Linked DNA regions of Mus musculus: region 2 is linked to region 1. Evidence: chromatin contacts called from public HiChIP or PLAC-seq data. All regions are on one chromosome and are shown on one strand. The core of a region is the stretch at or near the end of the contact, and the rest is flanking DNA. Distances in the headings are between cores, read along the strand shown. Region 1 holds the start of Tefm (transcription elongation factor, mitochondrial). Region 2 holds the start of Slfn2 (schlafen 2).

Evidence for each region. HiChIP or PLAC-seq counts read pairs in DNA pulled down with a chosen protein or histone mark.
Region 2: an H3K27ac HiChIP or PLAC-seq map of bone marrow-derived dendritic cells shows a contact between it and region 1, with 7 times the contacts expected there. The contact joins the promoter of Slfn2 here to the promoter of Tefm in region 1. A contact is called at or near these places in 1 of 484 Hi-C or Micro-C datasets (B cells) and 1 of 115 datasets of contacts at active chromatin or transcription factors (bone marrow-derived dendritic cells).

What each region holds. Positions count from the first base shown.
Region 1 is chr11:80,138,256-80,144,576 of GRCm38.p6, reverse strand. Tefm (transcription elongation factor, mitochondrial) reads left to right here and starts at 2,424. Exons shown (of 4, transcript NM_183275.2): 1 at 2,424-2,500; 2 at 4,254-4,711. The coding sequence starts at 2,458.
Region 2 is chr11:83,062,439-83,068,759 of GRCm38.p6, reverse strand. It overlaps Slfn2 (schlafen 2), which reads right to left and starts at 3,648. Exons shown (of 2, transcript NM_011408.1): 1 at 3,417-3,648. The coding sequence starts at 3,466. It overlaps Gm20234 (a long non-coding RNA gene), which reads left to right and starts at 1,060. Exons shown (of 2, transcript XR_388923.4): 1 at 1,060-1,597; 2 at 2,704-3,019.

The DNA of each region.
Region 1 (6,321 bases), core at 1,175-3,674:
CTGGGACATAGCTCCACTGTCTTAGGTGGCTGAGAGGAGAGGAGACCTTGAGCCCAGAAGTTCAAGGGTATCCTGGGCAACATCATAAGAGCCTATCTCAAAAACACTTCCTTCTCCCAAAATGAGATTACACAGGACTGGATCTGTGGCCACTCCAACATGGCTGCTGTTCTCATGAGATGTCCGTGTGAATGCCTAGTGACAGCAGAGTGACACATATGTGGAGGAGGTAGTCATCTGAAGGTCAGAGAGAAGCATGCATTTCCTGCAGTCCTCAGAAGGAACCAACCCTCCTGACACTCTGGTCACAGGTGTCTGCACTCCTGAAGTGTGAGGGAATAAATTTCCCATGGTCCATTTCAGCATCTCTGTGGTACTCAATGAAAGAATTCTGTATAAAATTTTGTGTTTTAAAAAATTTTGAGCAGGGTGTGGTGGCGCACGCCTTTAATCCCAACACTTGGGAGGCAGAGGCAGGTGAATTTCTGAGTTCGAGGCCAGCCTGGTCTACAGAGTGAGTTCCAGGACAGCCAGGGCTACACACAGAGAAACCCTGTCTCAAAAAACCTAAAAAGAAAAAAAAATTTGGAAGATTTTAAAATTGTCTTTATTTTTGTTAGATCCTTACATTCTGGAGACATCATTAAGATTCATAGAATTTCCATGAGTTTCCCTAACTAACCCTTTTTTTTTTTTTTTAAGACTAGGTCTTACTATGACAGCCCAGGCTGACCTGGAATTCATGCTTGAGTACAGGAATGTGTTACCACACCAGGCACTCTTTCTCTCTCTCTCTCTCTCTCTCTCTCAAATATTTATTTATTTATTTATTATATGTAAGTACACTGTCGCTGTCTTCAGAGACACACCAGAAGAGGGCATCAGATGCCATTACAGATGGTTGTGAGCCACCATGTGGTTGCTGGGATTTGAACTCAGAACCTCCAGAAGAGCAGTCAGTGCTCTTAACCGCTGAGCCATCTCTCCAGCCCCCAGGCTCTCTTAAGAATAACTTTTATTTTAGACTTATTAATTTGTGTATATGAGTGTTTTGCCTACATGTATGTCTGTGTGCCAAGTCTGTGCCTGGTGCCTGTGGAGGTCAGAAGAGGTTATTGGACATCCCCGGAACCAGAATTATAGATGGTTGTCAGCCACCATGTGGATGTTGTGAACCAAAGCCGGATCCTCCACAAGAGCAACAAGTACTCTGAACGGCTGAGCCTGTGAATAGCTTTTGTTGTTGATGCCTTTTGAGACAGAGTCATTTTTGTAGTCTAGGGTGGCCTCAAACTCATTACATAGCCTAGACTGGACTCAAACTCACAATTCTCCTCATGCTCCTAAGTGTGGGCATTATAGGTTAGCTACGACGTCTAATATAACCACAAACCCATTACTAGACCCTTTTCCACTCTTCTTCCTTAGCCCAGGTTTCATTCCCCACAGTTCACTCTGCCTTGGCAAGAAAATCTGTTGTCATTCCTCCTACGCCCCGCCCAAGTTACCTGGCAACAGCCAGGTAGGCCTGGCTTTGCTCTAAAAGGAACTGCTTGCCCTCTCTGACTCTTTTCTCTCTGACCCCTTTTCCCCTCTCTCCTCTTCTCCCTCCCCGTCCTCTTCAACGTGTACTGGGCCACCAGTTCGTTCGTGTTCTCTCTCTCTCTCTCTCTCTCTCTCTCTCTCTCCCCCCTTTCCCTGCCTCTACTCCCTTCTTAACTCCCCCCCCCCCCAATAAACTCTATGCCATACTGGAGCTGGGTACCTCGGAGAGGAGGGGATGCCTCAGGATGGGCACCTCACCACACCATACCGCGCTCCATAAAACACAACAATTGTTTTATAAAACATATCACAATAACTTTCCGATTCCTCTTTCTTGTCCTCAGGTTCTTCTACAGTCCAGCCTCACATTGGCTGCAAATGACCAATTTTCTTTTTTTCTAGAAAGCCCCTCTAATCTGACTTTGCAACTAAAAAACAAGCAACCTGCCCGACTTTTTCAACTGTTCCACTTCGCATTCCAAGGATCAAATGTGGCTCCAGACTCACCTCCCCCCATCCTTTTCAAACAGTCAAAAGTGCCCAGCGTCAAAGCGACCTCATACATTGGCCTTATCCCGTGCATCTCTCCCAGATACTCCTCCTCTCAACTCCGGACAGGGTTACATGTGTGCATATAGGCTCCCCACTGTCTGCTGTGTGTCTGGGAACCCAGAGGAGACTCGCCCCAAAACAGGATTAAACCTAGTCTACTCCTATGCATCTCGGCGATCCCGAACGGCCACACTTTCTCCAGAGACCATCAGCCATCAATTACTAGGAACTCCGTTGGCATTTCCCTGAGACTGTCGCTTTCGCCGGAACCCTTCTGCCCAGCCCCGGCCGAGCACTTTTTGTTGGAGCACACGAAACCGGAAGTTGAGGAGGAACACAGGCGTGGGAAAGAGCCTGGCGATGGCTTGGAGGACAAACCTTGCTTGCCTCATCAAGGCCGGAGGTAGGGTTCCTGAGCACGAGGTGGATTGCTTTCCAGTCACTAGCCTGTAACCGGGAGTGGTTCTCTTCTGCCCTGTGTCCGGTTGTCCAGCGTGGAGCTGTAGCGGAGCTGAGGGGCGTTCATGTCCCCCAGCCCCGGAGCCCGTCCGCTTTAATGGCCCGGGGTCCACGCGCGTGCGCCCCTTCCCGGGCCGGAGTAGCTCGCTTAGCCTCTGGCTGTGTCGTCTTCCTGTGGCCGCGCTGGGAGGATGACTTTACACTGTCTTATAAAGTTATCCATTGCACAATGTAGACTGCTTGCAAAAATACAGCCTTGTTAGCAATATTGAGAACCATGCAGAACAAAATAAACCGTCCCCACCACTTAGTTAATATCACCAGCCCCCGCTTGCCCCAGTCAGAGCTCCATGTTGCCCAAGCTGGCCTGCAACTCACTATGTAGCTAAATCCTGATCTTCCTGCTTCCATCTCCTAAATGCTAGGATTGCAAGTGAGGAACACCACTCCTGACCAGCTAAAACATTTATTATAAACGTATAAAGTTTAATTTCCTTTAGTTCCATCAGATGATAAACTAGTAAAAAATGGAACTGGAGATCAATCATAAGAGGCGATACAAAAAATCCTCATAATATTATAAATGCCATAAGTAGCAGACATTTGAAATAATTTTAATTAAAATTAAGTGGTTCTAGGTATAGAAACCAAGGCCTTGCCAGAAACTAGGTCCTATCTAACTGGCCCTTAACTTTTTTGATTGTTTTTACTTTAGCAAACAGTCTCATTGCCTGGAACACTGTACTAGACCAGTCTGGCCATGAACTCTCAGAGGTCTGCCTGGTTTTGCCTCCCAAATGCTGGTTTTGTTTGTTTGTTTGGTTTTTTTGAATCAGGGTTTCTCTGAGTAGCCCTGGCTGTCCTGGAACTCACTTTGTAGACCAGACTGGCCTTGAACTAAGAAATCGACCTGTCTTTGCCTCCCAAGTGCTGGGATTAAAGGCACGTGCCACCACTGCCTGGCTCAAATGCTGGTATTAAAGGTGGACTCTACTTATCCCGAGAAGACTACAATTTCTTTATTTTAATTAATTAAATTTTTGGAGATGAGGTCTCAGGTAGTCCAGACTGTCATAAAACTCTTGGAATCTGAATCTTGTATGGACTGCCCCTCAGGTGCTGAGGTTGTACATACGGAGTTACAGTGCCAGGCAACTACAGCTTCTTCCTTGAGACAGCGCCTCTGTGTAGTACTGGCTATCCTGGTGCAGCTGAATTACTATGAAGTCAAGGCCATCCTGGTCTTCATACTGAATTTGAGTATGAAGACTATCCAGTGACATCCTGTCTCAAAAAAGAAAACAACAACAAAAACCCCACAAACAAACCCAACCCTACCAATGATCAAAACCAACCAACCAACCAACCAAAAACCAAACAAACCCTCAAAGATAGATAACTGTAATTATTGTAAAACTACTCTTTATGTTTTGTTTGTTTTTCAATACAGAGTTTCACTGTGCAGTCCTGGTTGTCCCGAACTTCCTCTGTAGACCAGGCTGCCCTTGAACTCAGAGATCCTCCTGCTTCTGCCTCCCCAGTGCTGGGATTAAAGGTGTGCACAACTACAACCAGCTCTACACTCCTCTTAAAGACAATTCTCTGTGATAATATGGTCTGTGTGCAAGTCTGTATAACTGCACAAGCTTGGGTATTAACTGTCAAGGAGAACATTATAAGTCAAGTTTCCCTTTTAGGGAGGAGATGGTTTCCAGTCCCAGAGTACTCATCCCTGCCTCCAGTCCTAAATAACACCTGCTCTGTGAGGAAATCCACTGCACCTGAGAAACGTGTTGCCAGTGTTGCTGCTTGTGATACAGATGGAAAGGAGCCCGGGAATCCATTGGACAGGCTCTTCTCCCTGGAGCAGCAGGCTTCTATCTTACAAGTGCTGAATACAGCTTCTGATAAAGAACTGGAAGCTTTCAGGTTGCTTCGAGGAAGGAAGTCCGTCAATATTGTAGAACACAGAAAGAAGTTTGGGCCGTTTCAGAGGTTGGAGAATTTGATAGACGTGCCCTTGATCCAATATAAAACTGCTGTTGAAGTTTGTAACTCCATTCTCTGTCCGGAGAACAGACGGAGGAAAAAGTCACAGGAGAAGTGGCTGCTGAGAAAGTTCATCAAGCCAGGTGTAGAGCAAGAGAGACTTAAGGTACAGTCTCCCCTGACCACCACCCTTTGGGAACTTACTCTGGAAAGCAAAGCACCGTTCCCAGTGGTGGGTGAGAGACGAGGTTTTTGTTTTATTTCTAAGTGTGTGTGTGTGTGCGCGCTCGCGCACGTGCTCTCTTTTCTGTCTCTCTCTCTCTCCTAATCAAGAAAACTTTCAAGAGTCAGTTCTTTCTTTGTGCTGTGTGGGTTTTTGGTGGGCTTGGTTGCAAGTGCTCTAACCCTCTGATTCATCTCACCGACCCAAAATAAGATCCTTTAGAAGTCTAGATATACTCATATTACTGGGTGATTGTTGCACAAAATAAAAGGTACTGATAATTGCCAGGTGACCAGAGGGAATCCTTGTAAGGAAGGACTTGGGGAAAGTTTGCTCAACTTGGAAGAGAGGGATTAGGCTAGCGGGAAGAAGAGTTTCTGTATAGGAAACGGGAATGACTAAGTATCTCTACACAAGGCTTCGTTTTTATTATAATCACTTTAGTCCTTATTGTCACCGTGCCTTTGGCTTCCGAGTGCTGGCATCGATGGACTGGGCCACCACCACTTGGTTCCTGCTGAGCTTTCTAACTGGCCCCTATTTTTATTTTTTATTTTTTGAGGCAGGGTCTTATTCTGTTGTCCAGGCTGGCTCAACTTGGCTTAACTCTTAACCTGGATGGTCTCAGTCTTGTTTGCTGGCTCCCTATGCATACACTCACCCAGACACCTGTACAGCACATGCACATATACCACACACACATCCACACATCAAAAACAGTTCTAAGAATTAAAAACACCACACATCAAAAACAGTTCTAAGAATTAAAAACAATCAGTTGACCATGAATGGCTGTGTGCAAACGGTTTAGTAGTAGTGTTCATGCACAGTGAATCAGAAGGTCCTTGTTTCAGATGGTCCTCTACCCTTTTCATTATGTTCCTTTTACTTCTCTGTATGTCTCTGATATGAGTGTGGGACGTCAGAGGATAATCTGAATTTGTTTTTTCCTTCCACCACTTGGATCCCAGGGAATAAACTTCGGTCTTTGACTTGGTAGAAAGCAGCTTTTCCCACTAACCCATCTTCACGCCCTCTTTGTTTGGGTGTATGTTCGAATGTGTGCTGCTCACGTGTGTGCCAAGGCAGACTTGAGGCGGTATTCTTCCTCTTTTGGTATCTTGTGAGGTTGTTGTTGTTGTTATTTTTCAAAACAGGATTTCTGTGTAAACTTTGGCTGTCTTGAAACTCACTCTGTAAACCAACCAGGCTGGCCTCAAACTCACAGAGATTCACCCGCCTTTGTCTCCCAAGTGCTGGGATTAAAAGGCGGTGCCACCATTGCCAATCAATTTTCTTTTAATTTTTTTTTTCTTTCTTTTTTTTTTTTTTTTTTCGAGACAGGGTTTCTCTGTGTAGCCCCGGCTGTCTTGGAACTCACTTTGTAGACCAGGCTGGCCTTGAACTCAGAAATCCGCCTGCCTCTGCTTCCCAAGTGCTGGGATTAAAGGCATGCGCCACCACGCCCGCCCGGCTAATTTTCTTTTAATTTAATTGCATCTTTATTTGTGTGTCCCTTTCACTGTAGAAGTCAGTGGACAACTTGGGTGGCG
Region 2 (6,321 bases), core at 2,399-4,898, 2.9 Mb before region 1:
GTTTTTAGACGTAATGTTACAGGTATGGTTGAGCCCGTTCAGATGTTCAATCCCATTTTAATCCTTGTTCATCTCTTTTCTTGTCCTTAATATTGTATTCAGTCTTCTTTCAATAAACCCTCAGTGGAATCTGTATTGGTCTTTTCTGTACCATAGGCTTTAGTTATGCAATGATTTAGACGTGCTTATTTTATGTCTATTGGTGTTTTGCCTGCATATGTGTACCATGTGCATGCAGTAACCCTGGAGGCCAGAAGAGGGCATCATCTCCCCAAGAACTGGCGTTACAGGTGGTGGTTAGCCCCAAGTTAGTGCTGGGAAGTGAATCCTGGTGCTTGAGAAGAGCAGCCAGTGCTCTTAACCCCTGAGCCATCTCTCCAGTCCAGTTTCAGATTATTTATGATTATTATGAATGTAATAAGACATCTGACATTGACCTCTGACCTCCAAACTCCAAACATGTAATCCCAGTATCTTTTTCTATCTTAGGAAGCCTGCCCAGATGTGCCCAGATGTGAGCCCATTTGCTCCACTGACTCCATAGGGGAAAGCCTCTGTCTCCATTTGGAATCACCACTGAGAGCCATAGATGCTGGTGCCCACCTACTTTCCCAGCACACGGATTGCTAAAGCATGAACTGTAGTTTTGTACGTAGATTCATATATTTGAACAATTGTCCCAGTTGATGGAAATGTTTCAGAAGGATATAGCAGGTGTAGCCTTGATGGAGAAGGTATGTCACTGGGGATGGTCTTTGAAGTTTTAAGAGACTCACCCCATTCCCAGTTAGCGCTCTCTCTCTCTCTCTCTCTCTGATTCAAGATGTGAGCTCTCAACTCTTCTGTCAACATGGACTATAACCCTCTAAAACCCTAAAGCAAATTAATTCTACTTTCATAAGTTGACTTGAGGTCTTAGTTATGGTTATTTTGAAACACCAGGTTCAAAAAGAAGATGAGGAGGGAAGTATTTGGCTTATACTTCCACATCATACTCCATCATTGAAGGAAGTCAGAACAGGAACTCAAACAGGATGAGAACCTAGAGGCAGGAGCTGATGCAAAGGCTAAAGAGACCCCAGGACCCAGGACCACCGACCCAGGGGATGGTACCACCTACAGTGGACTGGGCCCTCTTCCATCAATCACTAAGAAAGTATCCTACAGGCTTGCCTGCAGCCCAGTCTTACAAAGACAATTTCTTCATCAAGGTTTCTCCTCTGAGTTGATTGAGTATAGTTTGTGTCAGGTTGATCTACACATAGCCAGCATAACCGACTGCTTGTCAGTTGTAGTGGGTTGGCCTGATGCTGCTTGTACTCTGATGCTAATATTGGTTCCTCAAGATCTGGGTGCCCCAGAGACAAGGGTCTGGGCATAGACCCAAGTGACACCACATGACCTTGCCTCCAAGTTATTTCTTATTGGTGAATAGAGATGCCAATAACCTGGGCAGAGGAGACATAGACAGGTTTTAGTGTTTCCGGGCTTGGGGCCAGGAAGAGAAGCCACCACCACCACCGTGGATCAGATGAGCTCATAAAAATGTGGCCCTGAAGCCTGGCCAGTGGATTTAAGAGGAGCCCAGAGAAACACAGTAAGTAATAACTCAGAGTTATCGATAGGAAAGTAGATTCTAATAGCACAGAGGGTAGATATCTGCCCGGCTCTTGTGCTGTTTAAGGCTTATTGTAAATAATGAAAGCTGTGTGGGTCTTTTAACCAGGAACTGAATGATCAAAGCAGGGTAGAAACCAAAGTAACATATTTAAAATGTCAGCAATACTCAGTCTGACCGGAATACATCCCTGTTAAGCCACCACCTTTTTTTTTTCCCTCCCTATTCAAACCCACTAACCAAAAGCAAGCTTTCAGAAGTCGTTTCAGTTCCTCCCTGTCAGAAGCTGCAGCCCGCCCCCGCCCTACTCTCCTAAGCAGTCTCTGTTCTTCCCCATTCCCACCCAGGCACGCATACAGAATCCCCTGAGCCAGGCTCTGTTCTCAGCCAGCACCACAGCTCACACCAAAGTACAAAAGAACAGTGGTCACAACATGCCCCAGCCCCGGGAAATTCAGAAATCACAGGTCTCTGTGCAGTCACATTTACAGGAGCTGTGGGGTAGCCTGGGATACAGGCCATTGCACTCGTACATCCGTGACTATGGAAAATTGTCAATTGTTTAAAATGTGCATCTTTTAGGCATGTATCTGAGACTTGTTCCTTCACAAAAAAAAAAAAAAAGGCTGGGTGATCTACAAACCCAGGCATGTAAACTCATTAACCACCCTGCAGTTTTAGGTCTGCTTTACCATTCAGACTCCCATCCGCCGCTCCCACCCCAACCCCCCAACCCCCAACCCCCCCAACCCCCAAAATGCTAGTGTCGACTAGAGAAAGTTCTCAGAGACTTTGGTCTGGAATTTAAAGTGTCTTGTTAGCTGTCCTCAGAGGGAAAGAGCATGGCATCCAGATGCAGGCACTGCAGATTGGCAGGCAAACACAGAGGCAGGAGCAGTAGTAGCTGCCTCTTGGAGGAAAAGAAGAGATGGAGAATTCTTTGCACACCTCTGAAAGTGCTTGGCAGTTGGTGGAAGAGAACATTATAAGCTTTTCAGGGCTCTAGTGCACCTATCTCGTTTCTCATCTTGAATACAGTTCCCCTTCTTCCTGTCGCTCAGACACATTTACTTATCCTCCCACAGGATCCAGTGGGGAACCCTCAAGATGCTCTGATGACCAGCAGGAGCCTGATTTCCTAGGGACTAGAGGCTGCTTATTTCTTCTCCTGCCCCTGCTAACTGTGCCAGGTGCCTGCTGTGTGTGGATAAAAGGGCCCCACACACCACAGATATCTCTCCCCCTTCCTCTCCCCTTCTCCTCCTCTGCTCTCATTTCTCTCAACCTTACCTCCTGTGTGTTTCCATGTCTCTCTCTGCCTGTCTGCCCTTTTCCCTCCTTACTGTTTCAACTCTGAGGCACCTTTCACTCTCCTCTCCCAAATAAACCTCTTACACGAGATCTGTTGCATGACATATTTTCTCAGGGATACACCATGGCACAGACCTGCCAAAAGTACCCAACGCCTGGCTTGCATTTTCATCCTCCCACCGTCTGCCTCAATAGTTCAGGCTCAGGCCAAGCAGAACCTAAGCTCTCTCCCTGGTCCTCCCCTGAACCAAGAAGACACAGGCATTTGCCCTCCCAGACAGCTCACCAGGTGCCTAATCCCTTCACAGCCGGTTTGTTAACACTTTGTTAAAATGGGCTACCAAGGCTCTAAGGAGCCAAGATGCCAGTAGAGACAGAAACTAACCATGGTCCCAGAGCAACTAGACTGTACCCAGGGTTGGAAGTGAGGGACAGAAATGACATTAGGGGTAGGACTTGAGTAGACTATATGTCTGTGGTTACTTACCTCTGAGTTCTGTGGTTGCTTTGCTCAGTTGCCTCAAGTCTAGTACCCATGTCAGCAGTCTTGGTAAAGCAGGCTAGTGTCACCTGAGAAAGACCCTCTGTCTGCAACAAGTCCTGGCCAGCAGATGTCTTCGCCGGTGGGCTTTGGCACTTGGAAGAGTTCTAACTGCAGCCCTGGTTGTGTGTTCACCTCTAAGCCCATGTGAGTTCTTTGTTCCTTGCTGCATTAAAGCATTGCACAGACTGGTGGAAGACTGGAAATCCCAGAACTGTCACCCTCCAGGAAGTGAAAGCCCTGCCTCCACTTTTCTATTGGGCAGACTGTAACACAAGCTCACAGTTGACTAGTCAGATTTCTATCTGCCTCAGGCATTCCCAAGCAGCAAAGTCCATTTGCTCAAAAGAGCAGGTGCCCTTGTTAACGCCTTTAGAGTCCCTCCAGTCCCGGGTTTAAGATGGGCACAGCAGGATCCTCTCTGCCAGCAGATTCCTTCTCTCTATGGGATTCCCAGGGCTACCCTAAAGCAGTACACCTCTTTTGCTACTTTGTTACAGTAACACCTCCCTAACCAGCCTTAAGAAACTGATTGGGGAGGGGGGGTGGGGTGGGAGAGGGGGCTTGAGGGAAGGGAAAGGGAGTTGGGGGTGGATGGGAGAGGGAGTTGGGGGAGGAAGGAAGGACCGGGGCCAGGACCAGGAAAGGGGATAACATTTGAAATGTAAATAAAGAAAATATCCAATAAAATAAATATTAAAAAAGAAAAGATAAGAAAAGAAAAGAAATAGGGCTGGAGAGATGGTTCAGTGGATAAGAGCACTGACTGCCCTTCCAGAGGTCCAGAACTCCACTGTCCCTCCAGCCTAAGGGTCCAGAACAGGGCTCTTTCTTCCCTGTGGGCTGTTTCATTGCCTGTCACCACCAGACCAGCTCTGAGGAAACTGACTCAGAGACCTTTAGAATCTCTTTCTTAATCTCTAATTTAAGAAATAAAGTACAGGAGGTTTCTGGAGTTCTCGTGGGTTGATGGAAACATGCAAAAACGTAAAGGAGAATATTTGCATCAGTAATGAAGAAGACCAAAAATGAAGAAAGACAAAATTTTCCTTCTGTACTTGTCAGGAGGTGAAAGAAGAAGTTGCTAGGGGGAGTCCAATGAGTCACCCTCCTCCAGTATCCCAAGCACAACCTCTTGCTCAGAACTGTACCCTCCCGTTCCTAAGGAATGTCACAAGACTAGCCAGAGACCAGGGCAAGCCAACAACCAGGGCTTTGAGGGACATGAGGAAGAAAAGAACAGGGGTAGGGAAAGTGGGGGAGCCAGGGAGGAGCAGCATCTGGACAGAGGCAGCTGCTGGGTGGAGAAAGTCCAGTGCCCATGCTCTGTGTGCCTGAAGTCTTCTCTTCTTTCTCTCCCCTCTTCACTCTCCTCCCTCCTCCCTCCTCCTCCTCCTCCTCCTCCTCCTCCGAGCTCCTCCTCCGAGCTCCTCCTCCGAGCTCCAGTTCAGTTCCAAAGTCAGTGAGAAGGAATTCAACTCCAAAGGTCTGGGATTAGAACTGCAGCAAACTCTGGGGACTTCTCCATCAAGGACAAAGTGCAGTGCCCAGGCTTAAGGAAGGAGGCAGCCAGGAGAGCATTTATAAGGAGACAGCTCTCCGAGTCCAGCCACCTCGGGGACAAGTTCTCCATCGGCTGGCAGGGTCCAGCTGAGTCTATGTTCCCAGGAACTAGCTCCTTTGTTGCCTTCTCATCTTGAGTTACAGGTCAAATATCCAGGGTAAGGCCTGACCACCAGGGCTTGGAGTCAAAGACCTTCAAGCCAGGTGGCCCAGATAAGGCCTAATCACCAATTTATCACCAATACTTTCTCCTGTCCTATGACTGACAACTGCCCCACCTACCAACCCCCACCCCCACCCCGCCCTGCCTAAGTCAGAGCAAAAGAGCAATGGAGACACCATTGCCCAACCCCTTGTGTCAAAATGTGATTGTACAACGCTAGGAGCCACCAACCTCCACCTCTCTCTGTGGTCTCATACTTTATAAATATGTGATGCAATTTCCCTTCAGGAACAGTCAGCTCCCGACCTCAGTGACCATCCCGTTGTTCCTGACTGGTCAGTTTTTGCTGCCTAATTGGTGATCAGAGGTCATCTCCAAGCTCAGAGTTATGAGGTAACCACATTTATAAGCCATCCAGGAATGTCTGCACTGGATGAAGAGGCAGATGGAGACGGGGAGAAGAAAGGACATATTATTTAACCAGAGATGAAGTGACAGAAATACAACTGTCAGGTTACACTGCTTCAAAAGTAAAGTTCTCTGTGAAGAATCGAATCTGAATCTCCATGGATCCACCTTTAGAGTCCCCAGAAATCCAAAGGAAGTCTAAAAAGCTTGTGAGGAGAGTGGGTTTGGACCCTGGGACAGGGGACTGAGGTACATTTTTTTACATATCAAAGCAGACCTGGCCCCCATGTCCTCCCAGCATCCCTCAGTCCCTACCTGGCATACCCTGCCCCCATTTTTGCTCTCCTCCTCCTCTTCTTCTTCCTTCTCTTCCTCCTCCCCCTTTCCTTCTCTTCTCTCTCTGTGGCCCTTTCTTTCTCTTCCCCCCTCCTTCCCATGGAGACTTCTGTGGCCTTCTTCCTTGGGGTTGGTGAACTTCACTAGTGGTGATGAAATAACCTATCAGAAAAATCATACGTCTGCAGGATGAACATCCAAGGTGCATTTGAGACTTCGTTGGAAATGGTGTTTGGCTCAAGCCCTTGAAGAATTCCTAGGTTCCTGATATAGATGATGAGGGAGGAGAAAGAGAACATGAGGAGAAAAGAGAAGGGGCAGGAGGAGGGTGAAGTATTGAGAGTTGAGGATGAAGAATGTGAAGATGAGGAGGAATGGGAG